Regions from separate parts of the Mus musculus genome. Here all the other regions are linked to region 3. Evidence: chromatin contacts called from public Hi-C data. All regions are on one chromosome and are shown on one strand. Each heading gives the region's core, a stretch centred on a gene start, on an enhancer-like site or on the middle of the called end of the contact. The rest is flanking DNA. Distances are from core to core; before and after follow the strand shown.

What was found. Hi-C and Micro-C count contacts between places; a contact is called where the count stands out from the background.
Region 1: a Hi-C map of the G1E-ER4 cell line shows a contact between it and region 3, with 3 times the contacts expected there. The contact joins the enhancer-like site here to the promoter of Vopp1 in region 3. A contact is called at or near these places in 6 of 39 promoter capture datasets (the HPC-7 cell line, embryonic stem cells, fetal liver and 2 more), 26 of 484 Hi-C or Micro-C datasets (the AML12 cell line, CD8 T cells, the G1E-ER4 cell line and 19 more), 5 of 115 datasets of contacts at active chromatin or transcription factors (CD8 T cells, bone marrow-derived dendritic cells, embryonic stem cells and 2 more) and 4 of 9 other capture datasets (adipose tissue, embryonic stem cells, liver and 1 more).
Region 2: a contact with region 3 is called in a Hi-C map of rod photoreceptor, with 1.8 times the contacts expected there. The contact joins the enhancer-like site here to the promoter of Vopp1 in region 3. A contact is called at or near these places in 6 of 39 promoter capture datasets (the HPC-7 cell line, embryonic stem cells, fetal liver and 2 more), 1 of 15 datasets of contacts at CTCF or cohesin (CD8 T cells), 7 of 484 Hi-C or Micro-C datasets (CD4 T cells, CD8 T cells, cerebral cortex and 4 more), 4 of 115 datasets of contacts at active chromatin or transcription factors (CD8 T cells, bone marrow-derived dendritic cells, embryonic stem cells and 1 more) and 4 of 9 other capture datasets (adipose tissue, embryonic stem cells, liver and 1 more).

Annotation. Positions count from the first base shown.
Region 1 is chr6:57,763,950-57,766,649 of GRCm38.p6, forward strand. The region is part of intron 3 of Vopp1 (vesicular, overexpressed in cancer, prosurvival protein 1); the gene reads right to left. Among named protein-coding and RNA genes, the nearest start is that of Vopp1, 60 kb to the right of the region's middle. Within about 2 kb of position 1,367, at least 71 of the 459 cell types and tissues checked have an H3K27ac peak or open chromatin away from gene starts, as enhancers often do. A contact at or near this core is called in the G1E-ER4 cell line, the HPC-5 cell line, adipose tissue and 11 more, where this site is marked.
Region 2 is chr6:57,784,379-57,787,078 of GRCm38.p6, forward strand. All of the region lies in intron 2 of Vopp1 (vesicular, overexpressed in cancer, prosurvival protein 1), which reads right to left. Among named protein-coding and RNA genes, the nearest start is that of Vopp1, 39 kb to the right of the region's middle. Within about 2 kb of position 1,388, at least 8 of the 459 cell types and tissues checked have an H3K27ac peak or open chromatin away from gene starts, as enhancers often do. A contact at or near this core is called in rod photoreceptor, where this site is marked.
Region 3 is chr6:57,823,695-57,826,394 of GRCm38.p6, forward strand. Vopp1 (vesicular, overexpressed in cancer, prosurvival protein 1) reads right to left here and starts at 1,431. Exons shown (of 5, transcript NM_146168.1): 1 at 1,233-1,431. The coding sequence starts at 1,286.

The DNA.
Region 1 (2,700 bases), core at 117-2,616, 60 kb before region 3:
CTCCTTCAGTGATGGAGTATGGCCTGAGAGTTGTAAGATGAAATAAGTCCCTTCCTTTCTCCCCAGGCTGCTTTAAGTCACAGTGTTTTATCCCAGCAGTAGAAATCCTAAGACAGTAGGTAAGGCCCTTCCCCATACCTCAGTGAACTGCAGTTTTAATAGAAGCGGTGAAAACTGAATGGCAAATGTATACAACTCTTTATTCATAACAAATGACAAGAAAAATGAAGACTGGAAGAATAGACCTGTGTGATATATTACGTGTATCAAAATTCATCATTTTACTTTAAGTGTATAAGTCACTGCACTGGGAGATATACACTAAGATATCAATTGTAGATAAGAACGAACAAATAAGTCTAGTGGTGGTAGCAATCTCAGCACTTAGGAGGCAAAGGCAGGTGGATCTCTGAGTTCGAGATCTGTTCTACAGAGTGAGTACCAGGACAGTATTATAGAGAAACCCTGTCTCAAAAAGCTCCCCCTCAAATAAAGAACAAGTATTCTCTTTCAGCTATATTTGAGGTAGGTTCTAAAAGACAGGAAGAGGGAGAATAGGAAGTCTTGTGAGAAGAATGGCACAGGTGAAGAGACCTAGAGAACAGCAAGCTCAGTGAAGACATGCCAGAGTTGGCTCTGGCCGGACTCAGGAAATGGGTTCAGAGGTCTGGAGAAGCCAAGAAACTCATCAGCAAGAATGCAGGAATCACAAAGGGTTCTCTCTCTCTCTGTCTCTCTGTCTCTCTCTTTCCCCCTCCCTCCCCGTCCTCTCTCTGTGTCTATCTGTCTCTCTCTGTATGTGTCTGTCTGTCTATCTGTCTGTGTGACTGTCTCTGTCTTCCCCCCACTCTCCCTTTCCACTCTTTCCCCATCTTTACAAGTACAGTCCTATATCCTCGGCCCATTTTACCTTTTTTTTTAACTTTCAGGTAGAGTCTCATTACCTTACTCAAGCTGACATGAATGCATTCTGTATTCCAAGCAGGTTTTGAACATAGAACTCACCTGCCTTAGCCTCCTAGGGAGCTGAGACTACAGGTCAGTGCCACCAGGCCCAGCTGGACTTGCCTCTTAGAGCTAATTATCTTGCCTTCAGTGTTAAGTCCCACAATACATATCTGTGTACTTTGGGAAACGTGTAGACAGGTGGGATATGCATAGATTCACTTTCTCAGTTGACGCTGCTGGTCACCCTAACAGGCCTGGCTCTCTGGTCTTCAGCATGAGAAAAGGCTTAGATGCTGGTTACCCTGCCAGATGGACCTTTTCTCTCCTAGATGAAAATCGACACTGTACCTTACACTTCAGAAGCAAGCACAGGACAGAGTCACTTGGCAGGAGGCCAACTTGTGGCTTTGGTATCACACAGTAACAGATCTATTCCTTATTGAAAAATTAGCCTCAGGACTTACTCCTAAAAGGGGAGCCGACAAAAGGCCAGGAAAATGAACTGCATGTTGCCTGGGCAAGAGTTGTGGCAATTAATGAGAAAGTCATTTTTAAAGGATTCTGACCCTTATGCAGGTCACACACTGCAGTCTCTTCTGTTGTGCAGCATAGATGGCAAGCTTTCCAAGGACTGACTGGGAGAAGTTGTTTTCATTTTGTAAATGAAGTCAGAAGTAATCCAGTTTCTTTATTTTAGTTTGCCTTTTCAATTCCTCTTTTAATGGGGGGAAGTTCTCCATTCTGCAATGTCCTGGTGACTGGCAGCAATGACACAAGACCCTGTGGCCTGGATCCATTCCAGGAGAGGTATGGGAACCTCTTCCTTTCCATTTGGCAACATGTGCTTCACAATGTTAATGAAGGATACAAACAGCCACAGTTCCAAAATGTGACAACTTAATTCAAACCTTCCCCAACAGGGCTGCTCTGTTTGGCCCCAGTGGGAGAGGATTCTACTAACCTTGTAGAGACTTGATGCCCCGGGCTGGAGAGATACCTGGCAAGGGGACACCCTCTCAGAAGATAGGGGGAGGGAGAAGGGGGAAAATCTGTGAGGGGGACCAGGAGGGGAGGCAGCTTTTGGACTGTAAATAAAAACAAACCAAATAAACAAACAAACTCTCAGCTTAAGATTTTACAGGTGGCAGGGCCTCTTAAATGCATTCTCTTCCAAACCACAATACTGGAGCCCAGCACAATCAGAAACTTCATCCAGCAACTGATAGGAACAGATACAGATACTCACTGCCAAAGATCAGAGAGTGCCAGAGGAACCCCAGAGAAGAGGGAGAGAAATGTTTATAGGAGCCAGAGGGGTCAAGGACACCATAAGAACAAGGCCCACTGAATCAACTAAGCAGGGCTCATAGGGACTCACAGAGACTGAACCAACAAACAAGGTGGGCCTTTTCTTTGTGGGGCTCCCAACAGGGGGGGGGCAGAGCCTGTCTCTGACTCTTCTGCCTGCTTTTGGGACCCTCTTCCTCCTACTGGGTTGCCTTGTCCAGCCTTAATACAGGGGTAGTACCTAGTCTTACTGTAACTTGTTATGCCATGTTTGGTTGATGTCCCTGGGTGGCCTGTTCTTATCTGAAGGGAAACAGAGGAGGTGTAGGCCTGAGAGAGAGGGGCAAGGACTGGGTGGAGAGGAGGGAGGGGAAACTGCAGTTGGGATGTGATATACGAGAAAAGAATTAAGAAATTAATTGATTAGAAGAAGAGGAGGAAGAGGAAGAAAAAGAAGAAGAGGAG
Region 2 (2,700 bases), core at 138-2,637, 39 kb before region 3:
AATTTGGCAATGAGGTATGCAAGGGCGGCCAAGTCTACCACCTGATCAGAGTTCAGGCTGATGACTAGGCTATTTCCTCAGCTTAGTCTTTCCCTGCACTGCTGTTTCTAGGCAAGATGTTTAAGAAAACAGCACAGGTTGGGTAATTTATAAGTGTTATTTCTCCACAGCAGACTCCCTAAGCCTCATCTGACAGGCAATCAAATGCTACACTCAGCTACCTGATCAACCACAGAGAACAGGGTTTTAGAAAGCAAGGGGTAGAGGGAGTGGGGAACTACACTGGAACAAGAGCTTTGCTCCACATCCTTCACCTCCTTGCACACCTCCAGGGTGGGAGAAACCCTGTTTTGGTTACTCTCATGGGACTGTGATAAAATACCATGACTAAAGGCAACTTAAAGAAGAAAGGTTTTACGTGGCTTAGTGTTCATCATGGTGGGGAAGGTATGGCAGCAGACAGGGCAAGCATGGAGACAGAGGCAGAAGCTGGCTGATCATACTTCCACACACTCATAGGAAGCAGAAAGAACAGGGAGTAGGGCGAGGCCATAAACCCCCAAAGCTCAGTTCCAATGACAGACTTCCTCCACTAAATTTACACCTCCTAAGATTCCATAAACAGGCAGCCACCTAGGACCAAGAGTTAAATATATGAGCCGATATGTCTTGTTCAGATGACCACAGACCTATATGTATCAGGACCAGAGTCACAATGGAGCCATGATCGGTACTCTGTCTAGCTCTCACACTGGTACCTTCTATTTGAGAGGGCAGGTAAAGTGACTCTATTGGGCACTGGCTCAAAGAAGCTTGTTTCTGGGCTTTCTGTTAGCTGTGTTGTATCTTTTCAACTGAAACATTCCCTGTTATAGGGATAAGAGAGGGTCAAAAGACTCAAGAAGTAAACAAAACTTTCAAGTCTCTGATATCTGAAGCCTACAATATTCTCAAGGCATCAACAAGCAATTGCTAAGGAAAAAATGTTTCTACTCACCAAGTGGGCATTGAGCCACTTAGGGAGCCCCAGAGCTACAATGAGTTATCCCCCATGCTGGGTGAGCTTTCCAAGGGCACGAATCCCTTAAAGTGACTTATACTCCTATACATAGCCCAAAGATTTATGGGCTCACTAAGCTACATTTGAGTAAAGCAGTTTCTATGGTTGGCTATTAGCTAGCATCCTATCTGGGATGAGTTCATGTCTATCTAGGGAAAGCTATTCAGTGCAATGTGACACCAAGGGGTGATAATTTACGCATTCAGCATTGTTCATAACACAGGACAACTAATTTCTTGAAAAGCAGCTTCACTGTTTCACTGTTTAACGGTGGGACCTGGGATTTGGAGCTCATTAATGGCCTGGATTAAACTGACAGACAAGAGCAGTACTGGGAAGAATGGGTTTTGTCAGGTGCTAGACAAGCCAGAGACAAGACTATCTGTCCATCCTATATTCCTTTCCATGCTTTTCCTTCTGGGTACGGCTTCCCTTCCATTAATAAGTTTTCAAAGAGGCATCCTCAGGTTCTTTCATTTAAATACATTTACATCTGAATCCTTCTGTTTCTGCCCCTCAGTATGGCAAACAAAGATGTGGCTCAAACATTAAAAAAACCCTCTGAAATGCTTCAGCTCCAAGGTAATGGCTGAGCATCCAGTGGTCTATTACTGCATTGATCTTAAAGTTTACTCAGCATTCCAAGAGAAGAGAGGAAAGCCAAGCACCAAGACCAGGCTGGGGTAAAACCTTTTCCACTTACAGGACAATGGGGTACTTACTATTTTAAATCATTTGTGTTCAGTCAAGAAGACTCAATCACTAGCTAGGCAGGGGTGTAAGAGAACACCTAAAAGGCTTCTTCACTGAGCAGTACATGAACTTGATCATTTCCTGGACCAGGGAGATTGGCATAAATCATGTGACTGATCCATTAGTTTAGCTCAAGAGACCCCAGAGAATTCATCAATTTCAATAGCAATTACATCAGCCTTTCTACACTTTCTTCCATGGCCATAAAAACTTCCTTAGACAATGGAATACTTTGAAACCTCTCTCATCCTCAGAAATTTCTCTTACTCTTTTTAAATTATCACTTTTTCTCAGTTGCAGAGATGCAACATTATACAAATATCTCTTACATTCTAAGAGAATAGATCTTTTGCTGGAGCTCATAGAGAAATTAATAATACATCTTGGAGTCACAATTTAAGACCAATCTAATCTGTACTCAAACTAATTTGCCTTTAAGAACAATGTAAGGACCAATCTTACTTGCTTTGGACTGCCCATGACATCAGCTTTTACAACCTAAGGCTAAGGCATAACTACAATCTTAATTATTTATTCCTCCATGATCTTAACTCATTAGAACGTATTTATATCACTTGCTGAAAGCAGCCAATACAGAAGTTGAATGTCCTCAAATCAACCATAAAAGTGGAAAGCATTCATTTAAGGTTATTTGTTGATAAAACAATCACTTTTGTTATTTGGATGAGTTGGGATCCATTGGAGTCAGTGGTTTAATCCCTTTTAAAACCTTTATTAAAGATTTCTGTAAAGTAACTCATTCCTTCCCACTGTGATACTTTCTGCGCTGTTTAATAAACACAGAGTGAAGCCCTTTGCTAGGGACAAACATATACAGACAAAAGACACATAGGCAAGCACAGATTTATATTCATACAACAAAGGAT
Region 3 (2,700 bases), core at 181-2,680:
TTGTAAACAGTGCTCTCTGGTTTGCTTTTCTACAGCAACCAATGTTGAATCATTACCCAGAGGGTTTGGTTTCTAAGCTTTTAAAAATATGAACAACAAGAAGAAAGAAAACCAGAAGTGGCACTTCTCAAAAACGTTAAATGTTAAAAAAGAAGAAGAAGAAGAAGAAGAGGAGGAGGAGGAGGAGGAGGAGGAGGAGGAGGAGGAGGAAGGAGAAGGAGAAGGAGAAGGAGAAGGAGAAGGAGAAGGAGAAGGAGAAGGAGAAGGAGAAGGAGAAGGAGAAGGAGAAGGAGAAGGAGAAGGAGAAGAAGAAGAAGAAGAAGAAGAAGAAGAAGAAGAAGAAGAAGAAGAAGAAGAAGAAGAAGAAGAAAGGAAAGAGAGAGAGTGAGCGAGAGAAACAGAAAGAAAAGAAAAAAGAGGTATTTCAAAGAAAAACGAGCAATCTTTGCTCTGATCCGAACTTAGAGCTTGGAGAAACTGTTCCCTTAACTCTCCTGGAAAGAAAGACTTTTCCTCCAGCATAAATGAGAATCTTTCCAAGCACCGCTGACTCCCCAACCAAGGAAGTTTACAGTTTTCTGAGGCAGGACAGTGATAGTCAGAGGGGCATCCTTACCCACTTAAACTGACTTTATTAATACAAAAATCTTTCAAAATACTGAAGCTGTGGAGGTATGAACAAACCTCCAAACCCCAATCCATATTTTACACACCAGATTTTACACATCCACTCTTTTGCCTTTGAATGAACCCGCTGGAGCAGGAAGGGTGGTTCGCGTCACAGGATGTCGCAGTTCAGTCGACCGCAGCCCCGCTCTAACCCTGGCTGTACCTCGGCGGTGCTTCCACCCACCATCAAGTTTCCGCGGCTTCACAACAGTACACCAACCACCCAAGCTCCCCGTGGGATTTTTCTCCTCGCCTCTAAAAGCCTGCACTTCATCTCCAAAGGCAGAAATGTCCCTGTCCCTCCTACCAGCTGCGGGAGGCGCCGCCCCAGGCCCCGAGAGACAGGGAGCGCGTGTGGACACGCACAAAGGTCCCTCCCGGGGACGCAAGCCCGAGCAAGCAGCGAGAGGGAAACGGGGCGCCGACAGGAGGAGGAGGCGCGCAGGGAGGACAGGGGGTCCCGGCATCAGACCCCTCCGCCGCCCCACACCGCAGACTCGCGAGCTCCGCAATGCCCTTCCCGCGTCCCTTCTCCCGAAGGCGCGGGGAACCGGCGGCCCTACCTCCACTAGCAGCCCGAGCAGCAGCGCCGCCACCCTGCCGAGCCGGCGGCCCATGGCTCCAGCGAGGACCGTCCGAAGCCGGGCTGTACGGCCAGCTCAGGGCCAGTCCGCACCCCGGGACGGGCGGGTGGACTCCGGGGATACGAGCTGAAGCCGGCAGAAGGACGCGCGGCAAGCCGGCGGAGCTCGAGGACGTGCCAGGCCGCCCTCGCCGCGCGCCCCCGATCCACCTCACGGGCGCGCGCTCGTGGGCTCGGAGCCTGCAAAGTCTGTGGAGCGCGCTGCGGGACGCGGAGACAGCGGGGCTGGGTGAGAAGACGGCCTGATGTCTCCTCTCTCGGAAGAGACCATCTTGTCTCACCTTGATAGTTCTGGGAAGGTTTTTATAGGACACCGGGTTTGGGAGCTGGGGGATGGATACGGATGGACCCATCACTGGGTCTTCCTGAAGTTTCTAGCCACGGAGACATTCTCACTGAGGTTCCTGTAGGTAAGGTGGGAGGTCCACTCCGCCCCAGGACAGTTAAAACCACAAGGAAAGGACAGCTGGTTGCAAAAGGTTAGTGTAGGTTTATGCCAACATCTTTCTGCCTGACTCTGCTAGGACCCCACCTTTGGACTCCACAGTGCACCTCACCTTTGAGGTAGGCTCTTTGACCATAGGGAATTGCTGCTAACTATTCTTACTTTCTCTCAGACATTCCCCTCTGGCCCCTCTCCACACACACATAACAATAAGGCTCAGATGACATCTGAATTTACTGAACTTACTGAAGCATTGGTTGAACTTGTATCAGACCTGAGCTGGAGGCCAAATATGTAGAGGTGAACAAGAAAACAGCTAGTTTAAACTATGATGCGTAACGCTGAGTACAGAGATCAGGAAATAGAATCAATCCTTTAGGTTCAGAGAGATCCCTAAACAAGTAGCAACACTTGCCAGGAAAGGCTGAAGATTTGAGCTTCTCCCTGGATATGTAAGATGGAAACAGAATCGTCTCGTTGTATCACATGGGCACATGGCATACATGCATACCTTCAGACAAACACATCACGCACACAAATGAATTAATTTTTTTTTTTTTTAGCAACTAGAGTTCGTTAAATTACAGAACCACCTCCAACAGGATATGGAGGGAAGACAGAAAAACGGATCTCTCACAGGCGAGTCTTAAATACTTTGCCAACTTTCAGTACACATACTTGGTTAAGATAGAGCATACACCATGAAACTATACCTGCTATAACTGGCAAGCAAAGAAGGAAAAAAAAAAAAACTGGCCTCATGATTACCCTCAAATTCCATGTTCCAACACAATAATAGCTTCCTGAAGTTTTATAGTAACAGGATAAAAATAAAAAATCAAGCCCTTTAGTGGAGGCACTAAGTAGATAGGTTATAGTGGAGCAGGGAAATCTCTGCTTTGGCCCTGATGATATTCTTAATTCTGGTCACTAGAAGCAGTTT